2 separate regions of the Zea mays genome follow, and region 1 is linked to region 2. The links are chromatin contacts, called in public Hi-C maps. All regions are on one chromosome and are shown on one strand. Each heading gives the region's core, a stretch centred on a gene start, on an enhancer-like site or on the middle of the called end of the contact. The rest is flanking DNA. Distances are from core to core; before and after follow the strand shown. Region 1 has its middle 6.4 kb from the start of TRNAD-GUC. Region 2 has its middle 29 kb from the start of LOC103635305.

Region 1 (6,776 bases), core at 4,108-6,607, 140 kb before region 2:
TTTTCCTTTTCTTCCTCTTCTATTACTTCTTGAAAAAGAGAGTCTTTCTAAAACGACGACGCTCGCTAGAAAACACCTCTGTAGCTGCGAAAGATCTCAGTCTTTCACAGCCGCTCTGCAAGTCTGCAGCTCCAACTGAACGTGAATGCCAAACCATTTTCTTGAGGAAATGCCTGCATCCAGAACACACCTCTGTATCTGAATGAATCTGAGAGCCGACCGACACATGAACGAACGAGATACCATCGACCAAGAACATGGCAGACGACTACAGCCCGTTCGACGAAGAGAAGAAACCAACATGTGCTAGTCTAGTAGTACGTGCTGGCGCGTCCAGCTGAGAATTAAGTTCTCTAACAACAGGGAACAGAGAGGGCAAACTGCAAAGTTCAGAGAGACTACAGGCATTGCAGAATGTAGCATTCCAAACTTAATATAGTGCCTCTAACAATATTAATTGTTATTACATCACTTAGAGGACAACTCGGAGATGCCTTGGCACTGCCACTGCAGCAGCAGCAGGAGGAGGTAGCCAGACAAGAGCATCCCGTTTGGACGCGCGTCCTCTCAGAATGGCAGTAACAAAGAAGCGCAGGGGAGAACGAGAAGAGAAGAAAGGGGGGAGAAGAAGATGAAAATGATGTAGCTAGCTAGGAAAATCTAGATTAGTACAAGCAGCTGCATGCTAGTTAAGATACCTAAGAGATATTTATATATATATCTCGGACCATCAAGCCTCAATTCCCCACGGAAGCTAGCTCGAACCATCTGCGTCGTCGTCTTTCCTCCCTCGCGCTCAGCTCATGGGTCGAGCGAGCAGAAGAGTTTCAGCCGACAGGCAGTGGGAGCCAATGGTGCACGCTCGGTCGCACGCCCGCCCTTCTCCTACCTGTGCGTGTGCTGCCTTCCATCGAGCCGCAGCCGCACCTTTCCTCTGTCGCCGCCGCACATTGGCCAGCTACTCCGCCTATAGCTCGCCGTGAACCCCATTCGGGCGAGGAGAGCGTGAGGAGGGGCAAGCTAATTAAGCTAGCTGTGTGGTCGAGGCGGTGGGGTGAGACCGTGGGAGGGATCGGAGGAGAGGCCTGCACTGCAAGAGCCAAGAGGGAGGAGAGTAGTCGAGGAAGCAAGCAGAGACTGAAGAGCACGAGTGGTTGCTTATATACAACAAAGCCCCCCCCCCCCCCCCCCCCCCCCCCCCAAGTCCCCCACTCACATGGCTGCTGCAAGGGCAGAGAGGGGAAGGAAGGAAAACGATGGGTTTAACAATGGCAGCTTGAGGGGGAGCCTTGTGGAAGCATGGACAATGGGAAGCATGTTTGTGGAGGAACGCAAAACGCACTTGCACGGCTTTCGAGGCGTGTTGGGGGCGGTAAACAAGAGAATAGATATGGGACCGTGCTGTACTGCTGTGTGTGTGTGCAGTGCAGTGCAGTGCAGGAGGAGAGGAAGGAGAGCGCTGAGCAGAAGCCAGCACCAGCAAGGCAGCAATGCAAAGCATGCTACTGAAGAGCGCTGGCCCATGCGGCCATGCGGCATGCATGTGTGCGCCTGTTGTTGGTGGTGCAGGGAGAAATGAACCTTACATGGAATGGAATTTGGAATGGAGGGAGGAGGACAGCGGAAACGGGTGGAATGGGCTTTCTCTTTGACTGCCTTGTCGAGCACTCGAGCTGCTGCTGCTGCCACGGTGCCACCACCACCACCTCCTCTTCTCTTCTCTTTGCTTTGCTTTGCCAGTGCTGAAGGGAAATATACTTTTTTCTGTCCTCGCGCGGCTGCCACGATCGAAATGATTGAAGAATGAGGAAACGGTAATAATGGCGGACAGAAAAGTTCCTATGATTATCAAACCGCGCCGCTGGTCCAAAAGAATGCATGGATTTGAGAAGGCTAGATTGTTGGGCATCTATCTATATGCTACTGAACCTTGCTGGCTGAAGAGTACCAGTACTAAATTGCCGGATGATGGATGGAGATACAGTCTTCAAATTCTACGTTTTTTTACCGGTTTGGATTACTACTACAACTAGTTTTTAGTTGTATGTATTAAGAGCTTGTTCGGTTAGGGAGGACTCAATAGGGCTGGAAGTGTTTGAATATAATATAAGTGAATTATGAAACTTCACTTATAAACTTCAACTTTTGGGTTGAATTGATCGGTGTATGCAACTTAATATGGTATCGGAGCTAGATGTCTTGAGTTCAAATCCTGGCTAGCGCAATTAAATAAAATAATTGTTGCTCGCTCCTATTCCACGTCTAAGACTGAAGAGAGGCTCGAGGTGAGTGCTATAATATAATATATGTGAACTGTCCAACTTCACCTATAAGTTCAAGCTTTTGGATTGAATTGTGTGTGCATTCAACTTAATAGAAAGAATTAAATTTTCTTGCTATTCCAAAAGTGAATAAAAGAATATTTAATCTCCTCAATCCTATCTTTATACATATGCAACCGAACAAGGCATAAAATGTAATGTGAGAGATGGGAAAGGAAAAAAAATGTAAATACGACTGTTGCTTGTTTGTGGCTCATCACTTGGTTAAGGAAAATGCATGCATTGGCTCGTCAGTGCTGTAGCTTCTATCTCTCGAAATAATTAGTAGTAGGGGTTAGGGTTTGTTAAAGGGCCGGGGTGCGGTTAGGCACCAACTTAACCGCACTTAGTTTTTCCCATGTGCGTGACACTATGCAGCTCGCCGTGGAAGCTTCAGTCAGTTCCTTCCTTCCTTCTTCTTCCTCCTCCTCCTCCTCCTCCTCCTCCTCCTCCTCCTCCTCCTCCTCCTCTCTCTCTCTCTCTCTAGCCATTCCGAGCATGCAAAGTAGAGGCAGCAGCACGCACGCGTGTGACCATTGTCAGAGGAAACGGCCGGCAGTACGGTCCCAGTGTTATGCAACTTTGTTATCCTTGCTTTGCATTGTTAATGATTCCCCCCAAAAGCGCCACACTGGTGTGTTGTGTGTGTGGCGTAGAAGAATAGGATTCTCACCATGGTAGGAGAGAAGGGTGGGAGTTTTTTTTTTTGTTAATTTACAGGCAGTTTTGATGACTTTCACGCGAAATGGCGCCCCACTGTATGCCGTCCGTGGAGGAGAGGACGACGACACCGGCACGCAGAATAAGGAAGGAGAGAGTAGGGAGACGACGCAGACGCCTCGATCGAATTATGGAAAATGGATGGATGGTTGCATTGGTGTGTGTGCAGTGTACTAGTGTATGGCTTCTTTGCAGGTCTCGAGAGGCGCGAAACAATGGGCTCGTCTCTCCTCCTGCGCGGCGGACAAATTTAAAGCCATGATCCCACACAGACACAGCTCGCAGTCACCGCTACTTGCTTCGGAAAGAAGAGGACGAAGGAAGGAACTCAAGGCCTGTGCCCAGTGTGCCCTGTGTGCGAGGCCGTGGCTGAGACTAGGGCAGTGGGCAGGGTGTTCAGCGTGCGTGGACAATCGGGCATGCATGCATGCATAATGCTTTAGCAGCGAAGCATGGATCGTGTTGAAGATACCATTGCATGGATTATTGGTGCGTCTCGATCAGACACACCCTCCAGCAATGCATGGATAAACATGCGTGGCTAGCGTCGTTTCGAGCCTGAGATATCCACTCCTGGGTATGCTTGCATCCATATAGATTATGTTGCATCGCATATATGCATGGACCATATTATATTACATAAGCCCGGCCGCGCGCAGGACTGAAAAGAGCAGTCCCTATCACTGACTGGACAAAGGGCTTTATTTCCGCTGGTGGTCAAGTTTGATAGATTCTCTCTCACACTGCACACTCTTCTCGGACTCTGAAGGCTGCTGCCTGCTGTTAGTGCGTCTGGGCTGCTGCTGCCTGCTGGCCACTGAGGCTGCGGACGTGTTTGTGTGCGTCCTCTTGTATTCCGGCCGGGTAGGTGATCGACTTTAGGATGCATGCTGCATGCATGCATTAGAGCAACTCCAGTAGTTCTCTAAAAGACTTCTTAAATCAATAATTTAGGTAGTTAACATAAAAACTATTCCCCAACAGTTCTCTAAACGAACTTTCTAAATTTAACAATTTGTCATCTAACCTCATTTTCTCTCTACATTTGGCAACCATTTAACAACTCTCTAAACAAAAATGTTGACTGCATTATATAGTTTTTGTGACTTATTTTTTATGTGGATAAATACAAAACAAAATTACAACTTATATTTAAAAAACTATTGGAGAACTCACATTTTTTTACTTCAAAATCATTTAGCAACTTCTTAAATCTATGATTTAGAGACCTAAAATTTACATAACTATTGGAGTTGCTCTTAGCATGCTCTCGCATGACGGACGGGGAGGTACGGTGGGAAAAGAGCGTGGTTTTTCAGCTAGCGACCGACCATCAGAAAAACAAAAGGGGAGGCTTCCTTTTTTTTTTCTCATTCTTCTTCTTCTCTCCGTTTGGTGCCGGCCGGGAATGTATATGTGCACGCGAAGAGGCTGTGGACCTGTTGTTGCTTCGAGAGTTGGAGATCTTTGAGCGTGGAAAACAACCTAGCAGATAAGGTATATAGATTATCGATCGAGAGGCTTTTGTGTTGCTGAACTCATGATCGGCAAAATCTGTGTACTGAAAGGTGTCCATCATACATGTCTGCCACGCCCGCGGCCAGCGCAAGCAACGTCCGTCCTCGGCCGTCGCCTTTCCATGACGCGGCGGCGTGGCTGTCAGCTGTTCTTAGCTCCGATCGGCGGTGGGGGCCGCCGACGTCGACCACCACCACCCACGTACGACGTAGGCACGCGCCGCGACGAACGAGCAGTCAGCCGCGTGCGATGCGAACATGCAGTGCTTTTGCATGCTCCTGTCGTTCCACGCCTCGACATACGTCAGGAGCACGTAACGTAACGTAACGCGCTTTTGGCTGCATGCATGCGTTGTTTGCGGCTCGATCCATTCTCGTCTCGTCCGTCTCTCGGAAAATCTCGGTCCGTCCGCGCGTGGCAGGCAACAACGTGACGTGCTGGTGTGTGCTTTTTCTCCTTCCCGGGATAAAGAAAAGGCGGGGGCCGCGCGCGCGGCGCTGGAATCGAATCGGCGAACGCACCGGCGGCGGCGGACGAGGAAAGAAAAAAGGCGCGAGGGCCGGAACGGATGGGGAGGGAGCATGGGATGGGGATGGCTGGCCGATGGGGGCGCGAGAACGTGGGGGCAACGGCCAGCCGGGGAGTAAAATAAGGCCAATCATTGGGCACTCAACCGCGGTCCACGTCCGCGGCCCGGCGCGCGACACGGCGAGCGGCGCGTGCGGGCGGGGGCCCTGCCTTCGACCCCGAGCGCGACGGCGCACGCGCGTGGAGGGCACTGGGGGCTCGCTCGCGGTGGGCGGGACGGGGGCCGGGCCGGCTTTGGTGGGCGGTGTGGGCGCCCGTGCCGCCCGCGATCTGTTCTGATCCCGCCGTTTCGGCCACTGTTGGTGATGTGACTATGTGAGTGGCCGCCGTGTCCCCTCGCCCACACGTCTCTCTGCCGCCCGTGCCGAGCGCGCACCGGAGTACACGGAGCGCACGAGTAGCCGGGAAACCAACGGAGCGGAAGAGTCAAGCATTATTTATTCACTCTACCGTATAATCTCTGCTACTCTATAAGAGTAGACGCGAGGGCGTCTACCCAAATCTTTGGTAAAGCATGCCCCGCTGGCTGCCCGCGCTCTCCCTGCTCTCACCGTAGATCCCATCGGCGCCATTGCTCTCTCCTCGCCATCGCCGCTCGATCGCTCCGCGCTCTCCCTGCTCACGCCCTCTACATGGAAGGCAAGCCGAGGCCCAAATCGCTGCTCGCCCGCCCTCTACATGGAAGGCAAGCCGGCGCCCAAATCGCTGCTCGTGGACGGGATCTGCTTGCTCTCTCCTCGCCAACGTCGCTCGATCCGCTCCACGCTCCACCTGCTCCCGCCCTCTACATGGAAGGCAAGCCGGCGCTCAAATCGCTGCTCGCAGACGGGAATCACTGCTCGCAGACAGGATTGCGGCCTCGATCCGCGCTCTCCCCTGCTCTTGCGCTGTACATGGAAGCATGAAGCGAACGGGGAAGGCCGGGGCTCAAATCGCTGCTCGCAGACTGGCCACTCGGTACATCTGAACCATCTCTCGTGGCACTTCCATGATCCAGGTGGAAATTGTCAAAAGTCGAGATAAAGATCGAGTTTTCACATCGTTCGCTGGAGTCAAGAGCAAGAGAGGAGAATGAATTTCGCATAGATTGAGTGGAATTGAGGTATCTTGGAGCGAGGAGGAGACCTCGCGACGCGTGGTGAGGCTGTCTTCGTCGTCGAACCTGGCTCCGCCACTGGATCTGGAGCCTGAATCCATGACCCCGCCTCCGCTGTGGCCCTTCCTATCCGGTGGCGCCTGCTGCGACGGCGGCCTGACCTGCCCGGCGCCGACGAAGGGGAGCGCCCACTGCTGCTGGTGCCCTGCGCCACAACACAAGACACACGGTCCGCCTTTAACGTTAGTTCTTTTTTTTCTTCTTTCCCGCACAAACAACTTTTTTTAGTAATTTCCCACACAAACAGTTACCATCGACACACACGCACAGGCGGCATATGCAGGAGAAGAGAGAAATTTGGAACCTTGCCATTATTGCAAATGGGTTTCATCACTTTGCCATCATTTTAAAGGGCTTAGCCTATATGCCATTATCAAGCAAGACCCATATGCTTAAATGCCTTTTTCGCAATTCAATAAAACGAAAAATTGATTGGATATAATCTTCCTTCGTCTACCTCCAGCCGAACAGCA
Region 2 (6,765 bases), core at 2,780-5,279:
AGGGAAGCAGGTTGGAGTTCATCATCCACACAAGAACATCATGATGACCGAAAGGCCGCTTGAGCTACTCCACATGGATCTATTTGGCCCTATTGCTTACATAAGCATCGGCGGGAGTAAGTATTGTCTTGTAATTGTGGATGATTATTCTCGCTTCACTTGGGTGGTCTTTTTGCATGAAAAATGACAAACCCAAGAAACCTTGAAGAAATTCTTGAGACGGTCTCAAAATGAGTTTGGATTGAGAATCAAAAAGATTAGAAGCAACATTGGAATGAAGTTCAAGAACTCTCAAATTGAAGGATTTCTTGAGGAGGAGGGCATCAAGCATGAGTTCTCTTCTCCCTACACACCTCAACAAAACGGTGTTGTGGAGAGAAAGAATATAACTCTATTGGATATGGCGAGGACCATGCTTGATGAGTACAAGACACCAGATCAGTTTTGGGCGGAGGCGATTAACACCGCTTGCTACTCCATCAACCGACTCTACCTTCACCAAATCTTCAAGAAAACATCATATGAACTCCTCACCGGTAAAAAGCCTAATGTTTCTTATTTTAGAGTTTTTGGGAGCAAATGTTTTATTATTATTAAGAGAGGTAGAAATTCAAAACTTGCTCATAAAGCAGTAGAAGGCTTTTTACATGGTTATGATTCAAACACAAGGGCATATAGAGTCTTCAACAAGTCCATTGGATTAGTTGAAGTTTCTTGTGACATTGTGTTTGATGAGACTAATGGCTCCCAAGTGGGGCAAGTTGATCTTGATGAATTAGATGATGAACAGGCTCCATGCGTCACGCTAAAGAACATGTCCATTAGAGATGTGTGTCCAAAAGAACTCGAAGAGCCTTCACAAGCGCAAGATCAACCATCATCTTCCATACAAGCATCTCCACCAACTCAAGATGAGGAACAGGCTCAGGAAGATGAGGATCAATATCAAGACAATGAGCCACCTCAAGAGGAAGACATTGATCAAGGGGGAGATGAAGATGATCAAGAAAAGGAAGATGAACAAGAGGTTCAAAGACCACCACACCCAAGAGTCCACCAAGAAATTCAACGAGATCACCTCGTTAACTCCATTCTTGGTGACATCCACAAGGGGGTAACCACTCAATCTCGAGTTACTCATTTTTGTGAACATTACTCTTTTGTGTCTTCTATTGAGCCATACAGGATAGAGGGTGCACTAAGAGATTCAGACTGGGTGGTGGCAATGCAAGAGGAGCTCAACAACTTCACGAGAAATGAGGTATGCCGTTTAGTTCCACGTCCTAACCAAAATGTTGTAGGTACCAAGTGGGTATACAGAAACAAGCAAGATGAGCATGGTGTGGTGACTAGGAACAAATCCGACTTGTTGCCAAAGGATATTCACAAGTCGAAGGTTTGGATTTTGATGAAACCTATGCACCCATAGCTAGGCTTGAGTCAATTCGAATATTACTTGCCTATGCTACTTACCATAGCTTTAAGTTATATCAAATGGACGTGAAAAGTCCCTTCCTCAATGGACCTATCAAGGAAGAGGTGTATGTTGAGCAACCTCCCGGATTTGAAGATAGTGAGTATCCTTCACATGTTTATAAGCTCTCAATGGCGCTTTATGGGCTAAAACAAGCCCCAAGAGCATGTATGAATGCATAAGAGACTTTCTTATCACTAATGGTTCTAAAGTCGAAAAAGCTGACCCTACTGTCTTCACTAAAACAATTGATAAAGACTTGTTTATGTGCCAAATTTATGTTGATGATATTATTTTTGGGTCTACTAACAAGTCATCTTGTGAAGAGTTTAGTAGGATTATGATATAGAAATTTGAGATGTCTATGATGGGGAAGTATAAGTATTTCCTTGGATTCCAAATCAAGCAACTCCAAGAGGGCACCTTCATTTGCCAAACGAAGTACATTCCAGATATTCTCAAGAAGTTTGGAATGAAGAATGTAAAACCCATCGAGACTCCCCTGGGAACAAATGGGCATCTCGACCTCAACACGGGAGGTAAATCTGTAGATCAAAAGGTATACCGGTCGATGATAGAATCTTTACTTTATTTATGTGCTTCACTGTCACACCCGGATTTTAGGGGCACCAAAACCCGGGCGTGAAACAATCACTAAGTGTGCTAGGATCTAGTCTCACACATATGATGATTCATGGTACAGAAACGAATGTCACATATTTACTATACAATAGGAGTTCTGTACAAAATAGTTAAATAATTATATCATACGAAGACAACGATCCAGCAACCCAAAGTTGACTAGAAGACGACGGCCTAGACCTCTCACGAACTCATCACATCATTCTTCATGCGCCTCATCCTGTGGTAACTGTTCTTGACCTGGGGGGATGTGAGTACAGCAAGGATGAGCTCACATATGTTCATCGCTCAACAAGTTGTGGGGAATAATGTGCATGAACCCACCAAAGGTGGGAGCCCATGTGAAGTGTAAGGCTTACCAAAGAGGATGGTTAAAGCTGAGCATTGCTTTTAAAGTTGGTCAAATTTTTATTAACAGTTACTAGGTATAAGTAGATACCCACCCAATTAAATAAGAGATCAAAATTAATAACAACACCCACAATGCAATGCAAATGACAAATTGAGTTTAATTTCATGTGAGTGTCCGAGCCGCTCATGACCGTGAGCACGACTGATATACCAGTTTTACACTCTGCAGAGGTTGTGCATCTTTACCCACAAGTCGTGTTACCCATTTGCCACGAGGTTGATCGGACCCCATACACCTCTACCAAGGAAGCGAGGCAAGGTACCACTACGAGGCCTTTACAAAGTTCCACTAGATTCAGAAACCCGCTACAGTTTCTAGGGAGCGTAGCATAGGAATCCCCTGTTTGAAAAGCCATCGCAACAAAATCAGCTCGAGAACCTCCCTATACCGACTACTCCCCTACTGCCCTTGCACCTTTCAGGTAAGATAGTCCTCCACTAGCTTTCCTAATTAGTCAGCCAAGGGCGTCCCATACCACCCTTGTGGTAGCACTATTTTCTCGGGTGGTTCTCCATGTTCCAATTAACAATATAATCTTATCATGAACAATAATTAAACAACATAATTGGAACATGATCATAATAAAACATTAGTTTCCCAAAACTAGGTAGAGCAATAGCAAATCTACCCAATAATTCATCTAGTTGCAAATTAGGGGATAAATAATGCTAGGGAAACCTATTAGGTCCCATCAAATTAATCTGAGCATGTCACAGTGATTAACAACGAACATTATTAGGTAAAAAGAGTGATCAAGGGCACAACTTGCTTGAGACTCGAGATTCTAGGTACCAGGATGATCTTCAGATTCTTGGATCCTCACTGTTATTCGTAGCAATACAAACAAACATGGTATAGGCAAAATTAACATCACACCAAACATAAGCACAAACTGCATAATAATATTCTACGTGTCGTAACGAGATCGTAGATTCGAGAACCGATAAATTTGGAGCTACGATTATAAAGTTATGATTTTCTAAAGATTTAGGTGCTTAATATCGAATAAACTAAGTGCATAGTTTAAATCTATGTTTAATAACAAACCAAGGTTACTAGATGATAAACAACATTATTATGAATTTAATGCAACTGGAATGGGACAAAAAGAAGTTAAAACGTGCAAGTTATAAATTTTTCTAAGATTATTTGATTTGTTTCTATATTATAAATCATTTTCCTAAATTCTATTTACTAAAAATAAGGCTACAGACTACTGTTGCAAATTCTAAAGAGTACAGGGGCTAGTTTATAAATACCCAGGGCTCAATCGCAATTAATTTACATAGGCGGAGGACGGTGGGTTTATTCGGAACAAGCCGAGGGGCTCTTTAGCAATTTGTACGGGTCGAAGGGGTATCAGTGGATATGGATCGTCAGATCTGAACCAACGGCCACGATCATAACGCCATAAATCCGAACGGGTATGCGATAACAGCCCCCAGATTATGAATCCACGGTTTAGATGCTCTCACGCCACTAATCTAACCCGGGCCATGGATGTTTCGATCAACGACCCAGGATCAATCGTTGAAGGGGGTATCCCCAGATCCAATCTGTGCCACCCACGGTCGATCCAACGGACACCGATCATCAGACGAACCGGTACCCAGTTAATCTAATCCTGACCGTTCCTGCGAGATAAACGGTCCGAAGACCATCGTCTCCACCCGACTACACGCAGACGACAGCGCAGAGCTTTCCCCGCGGCAGCGCCATCACCGGAGTACCGTGCTGGCGCGTCCAGTGCCCCAAACTCGCAACCGAATTGAGGAACACGCGGAGCAGGACAAGGCGAACGGCTTGTATGGTTTCTTACCTCAGATCGGGCACCGGGAGGGAATGACCACGCGATGAGGCGGTCCTGCGGCGGAATCCAAACCCCGGTGAGCAATTGAGGTGACACCAGGTGACCCCAGAGCCCTTAGGCGCCTCTGTGCTTTTCCCCCGAGGTCTGCGCTTTCTCCGAGCTGGTCTTCGGGGTTGGAACGGCGGTCAAGGTGAGAACCGACCGCGGTGGCGCGAGTTCCCCTTTCCCCGGTGGCGGTGCTTGGTTTCCCGTTCGTGGACGCCTGGTTTCGCAGCGGTCGTCCGGGGCAGTAGAGGCAAGAAGCTCCGCATAAATTGCCATGAGGAAGCATCGGGATTCCCAGCCAATTTCTGCGTGCCGTTGCAACAACCCGGCAAGGATCTCGGGAGGGAGATGATCCTCCCAATCCGGCACCACGCGCAAGTGACCAAGGGGAAGGCCGACGCGCAGGGTCCACACTTCAGAGGGACGGCGCGTGGAAGAAAGGACAAGGGGGTTGGCTTCGTGGGCCGCGCGGGATGGGACGTGGGGATCGGCCGAAATTGAGGGTTCTAGTCTATTTAGCTCTGTTTTTCTTTTCTATTTTTTATTTCTCATTTCCAACTTATGCTCAAATTCAAATTTCAAACTTAAATCTGTTTCCACGTTTTGTTTTAAATTTCATATTCCATTCTCAATCAAAATGCTAATGTGAATATAGATTCTACTATTTTTAATATTATTATTTATCTTCCCTCCATTTTCTCATTTTAGAAGTAACAAATTACTATTACAATTTCTTTTCTCATTTTCTATTTTATATTTCCATTATAAATTGAGGTCAAATTCAGGTTTTCAATAAAATGCATCATAACCACATCATCAACAAGAGATGTACCTTTCTTTATTTGTTTGTTGGTTACTTAACTAATTTAATACAATCGATTGATTATGAAAATGAAGGGTCTTAATAATTTATCCAAGGTTTCAAGAATTCCCAAATCACTATAATAAATATATTTTTATTTATTTATTATTATTATTATTATTATTATTAATACTTTTCTACTAATTTTGGGCTTTACATTCACGATCGGATATTATGCTTTCAGTATGCATGTGTGCAAGGTTCTAGGCCAATCCTAAGGAAATCCACCTTAGGGCCATGAAAATAATCATGAGATATTTGGTTTAATCAGGTATTCTGATCTAATCGGGATCTATCTTTGATCTAATCGGGTATTCTGATGTCGATTATGTCGAATGTAAAATTGATACGAAGAACACAATAGGGACTTATCAGTTTCTAGGGAGATCTCTGTTGTCTTGGGCTTCAAAGAAACAAAATTCAGTATATCTATCCATCGTCGAAGTCGAGTATATTGTTGCAGGACATTGTTGTGCACAATTACTCTGGATGAGGCAAACTCTTAGGGACTATAGCTACAAGTTGAGCAAAATCTATATCCTATGTGACAATGAGAGTGCAATCCGCATGGCGGATAATCCTGTTGAACATAGTCGCACTAAGCACATAGACATCTGGTATCACTTTTTGAGAGATCACCAACAAAAGGGGATATTGAAATTGCTTATGTTAGCACCCACAACCAATTAGCCAATATATTCACCAAGCCCCTAGATGAAAAGACTTTTAGCAAGATTAGGAATGAACTCAATATCCTAGATTCTCGGAACTTTGATTGAAATCTTGCACACATTGCTCATATTATACCTTTGATCATATATCTTTAATTTGGTACAAACACATATTTCTTATTCTTCTTGTGCCAAAGCTAAGACTAATGTGTTTTCAAGAGTATTTCTAGACTTAGTCTTAGATTGAAATGAAAATGGAGTATTAGGCAAAGGCAAGACTTCCAATACGACTCTGTCGGTATTATATATCCTTTGCCCTACTCATGTAGTCACTTTCATATCTTTCTTGTTACAGGCCTCACGTTTTCTCTGTTTTTGGCACTTAATGCCAAAGGGGGAGAAACTAATAGGCCAAAGCAAAAGGATCGCACCACCACCCTATTTTCTAAAAACTCTTTCTAAATTTGGATCATTTGCAAAAACCCTCTTGACAGCTAAGGGGAGAACTTTTTCAAGGGGAGCTTTTATTTAGCCAAAGGAAAAGTATTTAAAACAGGGGAGAATCTTTCAAAACTTAACAATGCTTTTAAAATCTTATACCATTGGCTAATTGCAAAAGAATTTTTTAAAAAACTTTTCCAAACGATTTGCAAAAACAAGCTAAGTGGTGCAAATGTGGTCCAAAATGTTAAATATATCAAAACAATCATGTATGCTTAGAAATGCTTTCATTTCAAAGTAACTTATGCACATCTGACAAAATGCAAACTAGCTACATTCCTATACTTTGTATTTGCTTTGGTTTGTGTTGGCATCAATCACCAAAAAGGGGGAGATTGAAAGGGAAAT

Evidence for each region. A called contact is a pair of places that touch in the nucleus more often than the background predicts.
Region 1: a contact with region 2 is called in a Hi-C map of bundle sheath, with 2.2 times the contacts expected there. The contact joins two enhancer-like sites. A contact is called at or near these places in 2 of 25 Hi-C or Micro-C datasets (bundle sheath and tassel).

Annotation. Positions count from the first base shown.
Region 1 is chr8:67,657,577-67,664,352 of Zm-B73-REFERENCE-NAM-5.0, reverse strand. No RefSeq gene overlaps it. Among protein-coding and RNA genes, the nearest start is that of TRNAD-GUC, 6.4 kb to the left of the region's middle. Within about 2 kb of position 5,357, at least 20 of the 20 cell types and tissues checked have an H3K27ac peak or open chromatin away from gene starts, as enhancers often do. A contact at or near this core is called in bundle sheath and tassel, where this site is marked.
Region 2 is chr8:67,512,720-67,519,484 of Zm-B73-REFERENCE-NAM-5.0, reverse strand. No RefSeq gene overlaps it. Among protein-coding and RNA genes, the nearest start is that of LOC103635305, 29 kb to the left of the region's middle. Within about 2 kb of position 4,029, at least 19 of the 20 cell types and tissues checked have an H3K27ac peak or open chromatin away from gene starts, as enhancers often do. A contact at or near this core is called in bundle sheath and tassel, where this site is marked.